Linked DNA regions of Mus musculus: region 2 is linked to region 1. A link is a contact called in public promoter capture Hi-C data. All regions are on one chromosome and are shown on one strand. The core of a region is the stretch at or near the end of the contact, and the rest is flanking DNA. Distances in the headings are between cores, read along the strand shown.

Region 1 (6,266 bases), core at 1,427-3,926:
GATGTTACTCACATTCAAAATGGAATTGTTCACAGAACAAGCAAAAATTCAGTGGCTCATTATAAATATGTTGATAATAAATAATTTAATATTCATTAACATTAAGTCTTGAAATTTTCTCTAACTAGTGACACACACACACACACACATATATATATACACACATATTTATACACACACACACATCTATATGCATCTCTCTATATACACACATATACAGACATGTATGTGTGTTTGTGCATATTGTTTGTGTGTGCAATGTATGTGCTGTATGTGTGTACATGTATGTGTTCATGTGTATTTTACTTGGAAATTCTTATTTCAGTTAAGTATTAATACTGCAATTTGGTTATACTGGCAATGGGTGGGATCTAAAACTCATGGTTAAGAATAAAGAAACAGATCTGCCCCATTGGGACCAATTATACCCAGCCCCCTTATTATCATCTTCATTGTTTCTGTGTGCATCTTTGTCCCGTAACTGCATTCTCTCTGCAGCTGATGTGGCCCTTTCAATTGTCACCTCCTTCACCTTGGGATCACACTGCCTTTTAAAAGAGGCATTTAAAAATTAATTTCTGGAAAGATGAGGGATACGCAGTAAGGAAACGGATTAGATGACGTCCACAATGAGAGCACAGAAGACAAGAACTCACGGCAAAGCAGAATGCACACATTCTGAGATAGGAACAAAGGCATGGCCTATTCCTGCCTCCCAGCATAGTTCCTGGCTCAATGTAGCTGCTAATAATTTACTGTTAATTAAACTGATGCGTGACTCAGAGCCAAGTATAATTTCAGCAGTGTTTCTGGCCTGTAAACTATCCTTTGTATCTTATTCATGCAAGTGAATATCTCTCAGATGAGAAAAACAGTCTCCCAATGTTCATAGACCACACTGAAATTCCAAACCCACTTGGTGTATTTACTCAGTATCCCCATCCATTTAAGAAGGTGTTTGAAGTGGTCAATCGTCCCAGAAAATACCTAACAGAGTCCAGATATATCCAATTTTTCTCTTAATGAGGCTCATTTCACTAATTCCAAAAGATATCTATCCATTGTCTTTATAACATGTTGATACCAGGCTGGTGTCCACAAAATGGAAGGAAACCATGACCTGTCCCTGTTTAAATAGTATAAAAACCCTTTCTGAAACATTAAATTGCATGCTAATGGCTTCTGAAACCTTGAACTTTAGCTCTGCAGGAAAAAAAGTAACTTTCTCCTGTTTTTATAAGGCCACAGATTTTTGCAGTCTTAATCTTAGAGTACAAAAAGTATTCAGCATATGACATGAACTGTATGAAACAACTGTGTGGTGGTTTAAAGACACACTTGAGAGAGCTACACCTTGTGCTGTCTCCTACTGAGTTTGATTCCCGATTTTGCCATCAACCTTGTATACATATTCTCAATGTCACAGGAGAAGAAATCCAGAAGGAGACCCCAGGAACATGAACGCAAACAAAAATAAACCAAGGAAACAAATCAAAACCGATTGGGGAAACTTACATTGCAAATTTTAGAAAATAAGGTTTTCTTTTGCAGTTAAGTTTAGTGATTGAGTGAAAAAATTTAAAGCCTGATATAAAATGTATCTATAATCTTTTTCTTTAGAAAACTATCTAGGTAGGTCAAACACAAATTCCACTGAGTAGAGAAAATGGCAATAGATTATTCTTGGAGGCTTCTTTCTGTTCAGATAATAATGATGTGTTACATGGAAAGGTTTTGCATAATCTGTCTTTTGTGCAGGGTTCACACTGCTAGAGCAGACATGTCGCACATGCAAGGAGTTCCGATACGTCATCGCCCATTGGCTCCTCTTTAACTAAGAAGCAAACCTTCCCAACTGGACAGTCACCAAAGCCTCCATGTGTTCCATACCACCTCGCAGACCCCTTGGGAAGGAAGACATCTTTGTACTCTCTACAGTCCTGTCTCAACCTTCAGTGAATCCTTCTGGTTTTGAATTATGGCCAGTCAACGCTAGAAACACGCTAGTTGCTGTTTCAACAATGTTGAAAATTTAACCCCGATTTGCAGACTGGGGAGGAAGAATTCCTTTGTTAAGTAACTTGTCCCTAGTTACAGATTAAATGGCTATCTTGGCCATTAAACACAGGTCTTTATATAACACCAGAACCTTTGGAAAACAGACTGATTGCAGTCCTCTCCCACAAACCAGCGACCTTTGTCAATGACATTCGGTTTAGACTGAGATTTAGCCCTTGCCCACAGCTCTGCGATGAAGCCCATGCCTTCAGCTAAATGTTAGCTGTACAGACACTGGGGACAGAGCTAACCCCCTCCAACCCCACAGCACTGAAAGGCCAGGTCTGATATGGACTTCTGCATCTTTAAGCCTTGTTTTGTCAAACCAAACAGACCGAAGCTCTCCGGGGATAAACAGGCTTAATAACACAACCCAGAAGGCAGAGCCTACAGAGTAAGCATGAATTAGTCAACAAAAGATGTTTTAAAGCAACACAGACCCCGGGAAAGGTTTGCCAAGAGGTCTGGCCATCCAACAAATGCCACCTGTGACATATTCTTGACTTTTTTCAGGGTGACTTACAACAATCTGTTTTAATTTTGCATATTCGCATTTGAGATCCTCTGCTCTTTCTTCAAACGCTCTCTAATGAAGCAACAATCCAAGGTTGAATGAACCTAGGCTGCTTAAACTACATTCCCTCCTTTCCAACGCCTACACTGTTGTGAAACAACGGAAAGTTCTTTTCTGTTTTTTTTTTCTTTTTAATTAAAAACACTTATATAATAAAACTAAAGTAAGACTTCTTAGAATCCAGTTATAACTGATGAGTTTGTATGGAACAGACTATGTACAAAACCCTAACCTTCTACAATGCTAAAAATTATTTTACCATCACTAATACTTCTCCCATTAACTTGATTATCACAATCATCCAAAAAAATACCCTGAACAAACGTAACCTCTTATAGCTTCTTAGTAAGTCTCCTTAGCCTACCACTGTTATCACAAAAACGACGAAAATGGCCTAAATTTCTCAATTATGTTTCCCTCAGACCCCTCATCCACACCACTAATCATTCTCACAGCTTGGTTACTACCACTAATATTAATAGTCAGCCAAAATCATTTAAAAAAAGAAAAAAGTTACATATCAGAAACTTTATATTTCCATACTAGTTAGCTTACAAATTCTCCTTATCATAACTTTCTCTGCAACTGAACTGATTATATTTTATATTTTATTTCAAGTCACTCTTATTCTGACACTTATTATTATTACTCGATGAGAATGCATGTTAAATTTAAACAAGCAAATGTACCCCTGGAAATGGTTTTAAGAGTGGTGTGTGTGTGTGTGTGTGAGAGAGAGAGAGAGAGAGAGAGAGAGAGAGAGAGAGAGAGAGAGAGAGCGAGAGAGAGAGAGAGAGAAAGAGAGAGAGAGAAAGAGAAAGAGAGAGAGGCCATCTTACCAACTCCCTGCTCTCTAGGGCAAACTCTGGTAACAATCACTTTTCATTTGTGTGCAATAAAATGTTTTTAAGTATCTAAACACTTGTAATTTCATAGTAATTTTTTCACTTTCAAAGATAAAAGAAAAAAGCAGATATTAGCACCCCAGGAATGGTCCACAGAGCATCCCAGCACTGCAGGTGCGGACAGCTGCCCGTGAAGACGTGCCCAGAAGGAAGTGCCGGAGGGCAGCTCCTCTCTGGAGGGAACATGTTAAGGAATACATTTTGAGAAACAGGAAAGCTTCCAAGCTTATTCCTTAATTTTCTGTTTGAATTAATTAAAACTAGGACACATATGCCCCTGGTCACGTATTTCTCACTGGTCTTGAGGAAGATCTGTCTATGAAGCTTGGCAAACATTTAGAATAAGATTAAACTGTTTTAAAAGAGAAAAAAACCTTTTGACTTTTAATTTTGTGTTCAAATAGTCAGCGCACATTTAAGTCATATTTCTCATCACCTGTTATGGCTCTGTGGTTGTTATAAGCAGCATATCCAAACACAGTTTGTAGATCGAATTACAAGATTTAATGAAAACTCTTGATTTATATCTTTTTAGAGATTTGCACAAAGGCAATCGGGAAGAGAGAGTTTTCTAACACCTTTCAAAAATACAGAGCTATCTGCAGTGGCTGAGTCCAAATTTAAATAACTCAAGGTCGGTAACTTTATGCACAGGAGTCAGTGCCCCAAGACTCAGGCCTGCGGCTTAAAAATCTACCTAGCAGCTCTTGCCTGGACAAATGACCCCCACAACTCTCCTCACCAAAGCATGCTCTCTAAAGAAAGAGTAACCCAGAACCTTGTCATCTGCAAAGAGATATAAGCAGGATTTCACTAAGTACTGCCTGGGAAAGACAGAGATTGCTCACAGAAAACAAAATGCTAATATAGACATCTTATTGTCAGAAGCTGTTTGTTCAGGGAGGAAGTGTGACCCAGAGAAGAGACACTGCAGCAGGCAACTGACTCTCAGCTTTCTCTGTCCATGACTACTGGTATCACCCTGAACCAGCCACCCCATCCTCCGAGATCACAGTGATGTCATCAGTACAAAAGAACCAGTGTCCTCTCGATACCCGGAGGAATGCCAGGAGCTCCTTAACTGAGAAAGGACTATCAGTGTGGTGAGGGAAATCAGCACAAGTGGGTGGGTGGAGTTTGGGTTCCCTTACATAATGTGGACAAATCTCCACTTCTGGTCAAGATCTGCTAAGAAGACCAAAATTTCACCCTCCTGCCAGAGAAAAGGAATAGATGGACTACATAACAGGAACAGTTTCTGCAGAGTACGGACCATGGACCAGAGAGGAAGAGGAGATACACAAGGTGAGGTCCTACAACTGTCAGCAACCATGGTCCCTGAGCTTCCCTGACTGTACAAGGTAGGGCTCTCAGGCAGTGGACCCCAAGAAGGAAAGAGCATTGGAAACCCAGGTGGCTAGACTTTACAGGACAGGTGCTCTATAAGAGATCTGCAGGTTATCCTACTAACTGACTGTAGCTGAGGACTATTCAGTGCCTGCTGGTATAAGAAACAGAGGCTAGAGGTAAAAGGTACCCAGAAGATTAGAGGTAATAGTGCCTGAAGTCCCACAGACACATGACTGCCTGGTTCTTGTCAATCCAATTTGAAACTCAGAGTTCATGGTAGACTATTAAGGATCCTGATTTGAAAATGGAAATAACAAGTTACAAGAAGAGTCACTCCACCTAACATATCTAAAAAGAGCAAAATGCGAAAGGGTGAAGCTGCTTCTAGGAAAACTAGCTAGATTTCAAATCAAAGTCTGAATATATTCATAGTTATACAAAAGTACCTAGCACCAACAACATTTCATAGTTTATGATAGCCAATAAAAATTTATGCACGAAAATATCAAACATAATCTTAAGTATGAGATGAAGGGATGGTCATAAGAGACTAAGGACAGATGGAATTCCATCGTTTTACATGGATAAAATAGCTACTGTGAAAAGAGAAAAACCTCTAGCACAGCCAGATCAAACAAAAGATTATCTGTAGAGGTGATAAGAATGGTCTGTTGAAAACAGCAAACATCATTAAAGTAGTAAAAGAAAATCACTTCGACTGATAATTCTATACCCAGCAAAAATATCTTTTAAAACCAATGGTAAAGTTAAGGTGTTTTTCAGGCATAAATAAATCACTAGCTTATACACATTGTAACCCAAAGAATTCAAACTTCATTTCATCTGCACTTGAAAACATAAAGGATGCCCAAGAAGAAAAATGATACATGGTAAATGTGAACAGAGAATATGACTATGAAAACTCATGACTATATTAGGCAAAAAAGTATAATAGTTCCTCATTAGATAAAAAAGATTTTAAAAAATGATGGCTTAAAGAAAAATAAGAATGCAGCATGGAAATCAGTATAAAGGTAACTGCCAAAAGAGTTAAGAGAGGGAGGGCCAACACTGGTCTATTACCCCATGTCTTTAGGATACAATGTACCTAAGTCACATCTACAAATAAAGTGCTTGTGGCATTTCTCCTAGCTTCTTCCCTGCGGCCTCCAGTCTCCACTGTCTGGACACCATCATTGATGCTGTGACCTGAAGTGACAAATCAATATGACTTACCCTTGGGGGCACCGCCTGCAGTGCAGTGATGTAATTCTCGAGGGCCAGGCGGCGGCGGTCATTGAGCATGGCTTCAACTCTGGCCATGTGTGTCTCTACAAGCTGCTGTCTCTCATTGGCTGCTTCCTGTTCCAGAGATTCCA
Region 2 (6,266 bases), core at 1,043-3,542, 130 kb after region 1:
GGGGATTTCTCTTTGTAACAGCCCTAGCTGTATTGGACCTTGTTTTGTAGACCAGGCCGGCCTCAAACTCAAAGAGATCCACCTGCCTCTGTCTCCTGAGTGCTAGGATTAAAGTCATGTGTCAGTATGCCTGGCTGGTTTGGTGGTTTCTGAAAACATAAAACTGGTTTCAAAGCTATTGTTAGGCCTTGGCCCTAACTTCAAGGCCAGTCAGCTTATCTCTTCATCTTCAAATCTGGGTTTATTTTTTTAAAAAATGGTGCTCCAAAATGAAAGCACAGACTAGGGGGCCTTTGGAACACTGGATTTCAAGCTGTGTTCTAGGAAACCTTGGCTCTTTTCCTGGTGTCCCAAGGTAAGCCAAATAAAGAAATTGATACAAGTTTCAATAAAAACAAAGAGGGCTTTAAAATTTACTTTATAATGTGTTTTTTTAATCTAATCTCTATTTTTCTTGAAAAAAACACAATGACTTTTAAAAACTAAATGAAACCCTTTTTCCCCCTTTTATTTTGACTGCTAAGAGTTCTGATTGGTGGCAGGGAAGATAACTCAGGTGAAAGTACTTAGCAACACCCCTAGTAACCTGAGCTGCATGGGAACATGAGTTCCAACCTGGGATAACATGTCAGAAGGAGACAATCAATTTTCAAACGTTGTCTTCTCATCCCTAAAGCTCTACCAGGGCATGTTCTCACGAATGCCACACTAATAATTACATTTTTAATTGAAGTGTTCTGAAAGAAGCCCACACTGGAGGTCAGGATACCTGGTAAGAACAGAAACTTAACACCAAATCAGGAATAGCTGCAGGAGCCACAAGCTCCTTCGGAAATCCTAGACCGTTGTTTTTCTAAAGCCATGACGATGTGCTTCTAAAATTCAGTATTTACAGCTTGGAGTTTTTAAAAAGGGCCTACATAGCAACAACATAAACCTCTCTGGTCACCATCCCAGAGATACAAAAGATAGGAGTCCTATTTCTGTCCCTTCCCTTAGTGGATCTGAGTCACAGCTACCCCAGTGACCTTCCTGATGACAGCAGATACATGTTTGTCCCATAAACAGATGGCTTCCTAGTAAACTCGGGCGACCCCTAAGCTGCAGTTATCTGATAAGTACTTCTGTGCATCTAAGGGATAGTTTTAAAATTAGTAACAAAATGTATGTTGGTATCTAGTGGCCTGTTTTCCTAATTCTATTGGTCTAATTTTTATGTGAGAGTTTTTTGTTTGTTTGTTTGTTTGTGTTTGTTTGTTGCAGGTTTTAAAACAGTCTCAGGTAGCTAGCCCAGGGTTCTCTGGAATTTTGTACCTAGCAGAGGATGACCTGGAACTCCTGATTTTGACTTTCCAGGTACTGGGGTGACAGGTGTGCCCACTGTGCCTGGGCTGCTTGAAGCTTTTTTAATTTAAGTTTCTAAAAATCTTTTTTAGGAACATGGCAGTCATATAAGTAAGTTTGCAACCGCAGTCCTTGGTCTTGGGTTTGCATCAGAAACAACAATAGGTCTTGGCCCACACCCAGACTAGGAAAACTAATCTTTTCATACCATGGGCAGTCTCACAAATTATCTGGTTCTGCAATCACATTTAGAAAAACAAGCAAACAAACAAAAGCCTCAGTATGCATTTCATGAGGAATCTCTCAATAAAAAGATATTTCAGTCTTGGGATAGCTCTCACTGGTACAGTACTTTTTACTTAGTACACAAGGCTCTGGTCTGAGCCCCAGCTCAGGAGAAAAAAAAAAAGTTCAAGCAAAAGGAGTTATAAGCACTGTGAGGATCATGTTGAATAGGGTACCAAATGAAATAGTAGCCACATCGTTTATAAACTCCATCTCTATTTTTGATGATTTTATTTTGAGGGTTCTTGAGACACCGTTTCATGTCACCTGGCCTGGCCTGGAACATCTGTAGCTGAGTCTGTTTTGAACTCTGGATCCTTCTGCAGCCTCTTCCCAAGGCTTCCCAATCGGGAATCGGGGCACCACCACAGTCCCAAAGATGCTACTTTGGTTTTATAAAAAACACACTTTGCAAAAAGAAGATAAGAGGAGAGAAGTTCCCCTTACCATGGAGGAACTGAAAGTAACACTCACTTCACAGAATTCCCCCAGATAAACTGAGTGACAGCCAGTCATCTAACTGGTCCAGGCAAGCCCTCTAACCGGTCCAGAAGAGTTGGCTCCAGTCATTTGAGTTACATCAGCAGCTGTGGAATGTTCCCTGAGATCAACAGACACTGACCAGAGTCTGGTCCAGGCCAGAGCTTCCATCCCACGGTGAGTGAGTCAACTATTAGCCAGCGAGAGCTAGCCATCTTCCAGCAGGCCCAGCAAGGCCATGGCCTGCCTATACACATAGACTGTGCAAACCTCTGAGCCAAACATGCAGCAACTATAGTCGAGGGAGCTTTGTCTTGGGAACAGAGAGGCAGTTTCCTTCTTGTAAAAGGCAAAGCCTGGTCTCCGGATGTGGGGAGAAGAACTGTTGGCCTGGGTCCATGTAAGGCTCAAAGTCCACCGCTTCTACACTAGGCTCTGACAAAACAGATGGAGTCAAGAGAAAAGAATTCAGATTTAGACAGACAACAGAGCTACAGAATCTGGATTAGAATTAGTAGAGTATAAGTGGTGGTCCAGGTGGGAAATCTATTACTCAATGATAGCTAATCAGCAAGGTTAAAAGGTTGGTTGGTTGGTTTTATGTAGGGTACGGATGTCAACTCCTAGACTTCCCATTAAACTCTACAATCTATTTTGATGGCAACCAGTACTGCATACATCATGCCTAGGATCTAATAAACACATAATACAAAGACATGGAACTCTGATGGGACAGAAAAGCAGCAGAGTGTTACTAAAACGGGGAGAAAGTATCTGTCATCAGCCGTTACATGGTGGCTATGGTGTCCATTCATATGGTGTCACATAGTCATTATGTGAGCTTTGGGGGTTTGTATGTTGCTACAAAGCAACCTTGATGGTGATTTGTTTCTTTTACTGTGGGATAAACACTGATCCTGAAGACAGAGGGTTAAGGACATTCCATGGTGTCCCTCAGAAACACAGCTGCATGCATCAACAGAGAGCCACTGAGAACATCTGGCAGAGGAAGGGGAGAGGAGCCAGTCATGAGCACTGGCTTACAGCAGCATCAGTAATGACAAATGCTTACTGAAGCCTACACGATATTCTTACTGTAACCCTCCAGGTTAGGGACTTCACTTCTCTTTACAAATGAAGTGCAAGGTGGGTTTGTGAAAAAGAAGTAGCAAATAAAAGTTATCTTATCCAACATGCACGAGATAATGTTTTGATATATATATATATATATATATATATATATATATATATATATACACACACATATATATACATACATATATATATACACATATATATAATTTTAAGTAATTAAATAACAATTAACTAATGAAGTTACCTATCACCACACATACTGTTCTATATGTGTGTGAACACTTAAAACCTATTTCAAGAATATAACACTTATTATTAACTACAGTGACAATATCTATACTCCAGCTCTCTATGATGTACCCATGTCTAACTGCGAATTCCTACCCTTTGAACAACATCTCCCATTTACCCCATCCACTGGCATCTAGTGTCTACTCTTGCAAGTTCAACTGCTTCGATTCCATTTGGGAGGTCATGGGATGCTCATCTCTCTGGGTCATTTCACTTCCTTTAGGTAACAGCTTAGACTCGCACCTCTACCTTATTATTTACTACAAGGGTGGGTAAATGATATAGTCTCACTGAATCTAATTTTACTTGAATTGCACTTTGAAATAGGATTTGCTCTCGGCCTTTCTCGATCTCTGAACAGCATCAGATCAATACCTGGATCTTTGTATTGTGCATATCTTTGTCAACTAGAGAGAATGTTCTTCTGGTTTCATAGTACATTATCTATAATACATTCTCAATTTTCTGTAACTCAGAATGTCACTGGACAAATACCTTTATCTTAAGCAAAGAGCATTTTATTACAATATCCCGTAAGCAAAATGTTACTAAAATTTCAGTTTTTGGTTCAGGGGAGGCCAGGCTTAGCTTCCTATTTCAAAGTCAGTTATAATTTTAATTTATAAAGAAAACATCAAATAGCTGAAGACTAATGTCTTATTCTGGCTAGTTCTTTACAACGGCTTTCTGGTTTGGAATACAGAAAGTAGAACCAACTTCACTATATAATACAGAGGGACAGGATGGCAGTTTCATTAAGCGGCGAAGGATTATGTCCTGGTCAGGCCGAGGCCACTGGTTTTAAATATAGCACACTAATTTGGGACATAAACATTCCACTTTTGCTTCAGCTTCTCGGGGAGATATGACTTCTTCAAGGGGAAGTCTTTTAAATGGCTTGACAATTTATTAGAAACGAGCGGCGAAGGGCATCTGTTTTCACAGGGCAACTGTTCAATTAATCTGCGTTAATACAGCCTCAAAGCGCTTGGATCCAGCAACAGGATGTGGGTGTCACAGGATCACACAGCCGAACATATGATAGGGCCTGACACATGCAGGGTCAGGGCAAAGCAATGGCGAGAAGAGAAGGCTTGTTCCTCTAGAGTCTAAACAGCAAAACCCTCCTGCAGCCTGGGGCTTGTCTCGAAAACATTTAACCCAACCCAGGTTGATACTTCCATTCTAAAAAAAAAAAAGAAAAGAAAAGGAAAGGAAAGGAAAGGAAAGGAAAGGAAAGGAAAGGAAAGAAAAGAAAAGAAAAGAAAAGAAAAGAAAAGAAAAGAAAAGAAAAGAAAAGAAAAGAAAAGAAAAGAAAAAACAAAACACCTCTCCTAGACCAGAGACTAGGTGGTGCTGTGTTCAACTCGGGTTTTGTGAATTCATGAAATATCAGAGTCACCTGAAACCATACAAAGTACAAGACGGTTTTCTTTGTGAATCTATTTTCTAGGGACCTAGGCAGAGAAATATAAAGTGTTGATGGTGAGCGGATGCTATGCACACCTACAGGACAGTCACACAGAACTAATCCTGGCAGACAGAAGTCACTGCTACCTGAGGCAGGAGCACGGCCCACCCACTCCAGAAGCCTGGGCAGAGACTACAAACCACATGACCTATCAGAAGATCTCTCAATTATCCCTGCCCGGTATGCTTTGATATGTGATAAACAACCCTTTGTTTTCAGAGGGGTTAGTGGAGCCCTTTGAAAGCAAGCAGCCTGGAATTCCGTGGCTCTCTCTAGCTGGTTCAAGCAGCCAAGGCTGTCACCGGCGCCTGGTCAACTGTGGAGAATCAGAGGGAAGGACAGGGAAATGGTCCTCGTTGTGACCAGCATGCTTTAGATTCCTTCCTAAGCTGGTTTTGTAGGGTTCAAGAAGGTCAAGAACTGCAAGGATGGATAAGCAAGGAAAGAAAGGCCCTGCGGAAAATCTTAACAACCTGGTCTCAGGTACAGTCAGGGAGGGAATTCGCCTAGAACGGAAGCCTTCCGGCTGTTTGACAGCAGCTGAAACAGAAGACAAGAACCTTGGGCAAATGGGCTCTTCTCAGCCCCTGCATTTGTAAAAAGGGGACGCAGCACTGGCCTGTACAGTCAGGACTGTATAGAAAGGTCAGAAAAGAGCTGTTACGAAGGGGCCAAGAAATGACAAGAAGAGCCATGTTAATCCTTCATTCAGTACCTTCCACATGTTATCTTTGTAGTTCTTATTAATTCAGCATGGCTCCTAACAGCACTATTAACAAATACTCTGTAGATATGGAAATGGAAGCTTAAGAAAGTTAATAATTCCTCTACAGCCGCGTTTCTACTGGGCTGTGCCAAGTCAGGACCCAAATTCATAATCTGGATCTTGCATGATCTGCAGACCCATGTTCTGAGTGACCCCCAGATCTTCTGAGGGTTCCCTTATTTGGAGCTGTGATAAAGAGAAGGAGACTCCAACCAGCTCCTCATGCTGTGGTGAGCCAACCGTCAAGTTATTTTCCTTGCCGCTTCCTAACTATGATTTTGCAAATGTTATGAATCATAACGTAAGTGTCTGTACTTCCCCGATGTTCTTAGGCAACCCCTGCAAAAAAAAAAAAAAAAAAATCTCTTGCCCAACCTTCAATGGGGTCACAACCCACAGGTTGAGAACCGCTGACTTAGACGACTAGGAAAAAGGTGATGCGAGCAGAGAGAGGCAGAGAAGACACCAAGGAGCGAGTGTGAGTGGAGGTGGGAGGAGGTCTTACTCCTCAGCATCCCTCCTGCTGCAGGGAGG

What was found. Capture Hi-C pulls out chosen DNA fragments and counts their contacts.
Region 2: a promoter capture Hi-C map of liver shows a contact between it and region 1, with 2.4 times the contacts expected there. The contact joins two enhancer-like sites. A contact is called at or near these places in 2 of 484 Hi-C or Micro-C datasets (liver and nephron progenitors), 2 of 115 datasets of contacts at active chromatin or transcription factors (extraembryonic endoderm stem cells and trophoblast stem cells) and 2 of 9 other capture datasets (adipose tissue and liver).

Annotation. Positions count from the first base shown.
Region 1 is chr16:85,018,730-85,024,995 of GRCm38.p6, forward strand. App (amyloid beta (A4) precursor protein) reads right to left here. Exons shown (of 18, transcript NM_001198823.1): 11 at 6,124-6,266. Among named protein-coding and RNA genes, the nearest start is that of Gm10791, 50 kb to the left of the region's middle. Within about 2 kb of position 2,677, at least 12 of the 459 cell types and tissues checked have an H3K27ac peak or open chromatin away from gene starts, as enhancers often do. A contact at or near this core is called in liver, where this site is marked.
Region 2 is chr16:85,146,604-85,152,869 of GRCm38.p6, forward strand. The region is part of intron 1 of App (amyloid beta (A4) precursor protein); the gene reads right to left. Among named protein-coding and RNA genes, the nearest start is that of App, 24 kb to the right of the region's middle. Within about 2 kb of position 2,293, at least 156 of the 459 cell types and tissues checked have an H3K27ac peak or open chromatin away from gene starts, as enhancers often do. A contact at or near this core is called in liver, where this site is marked.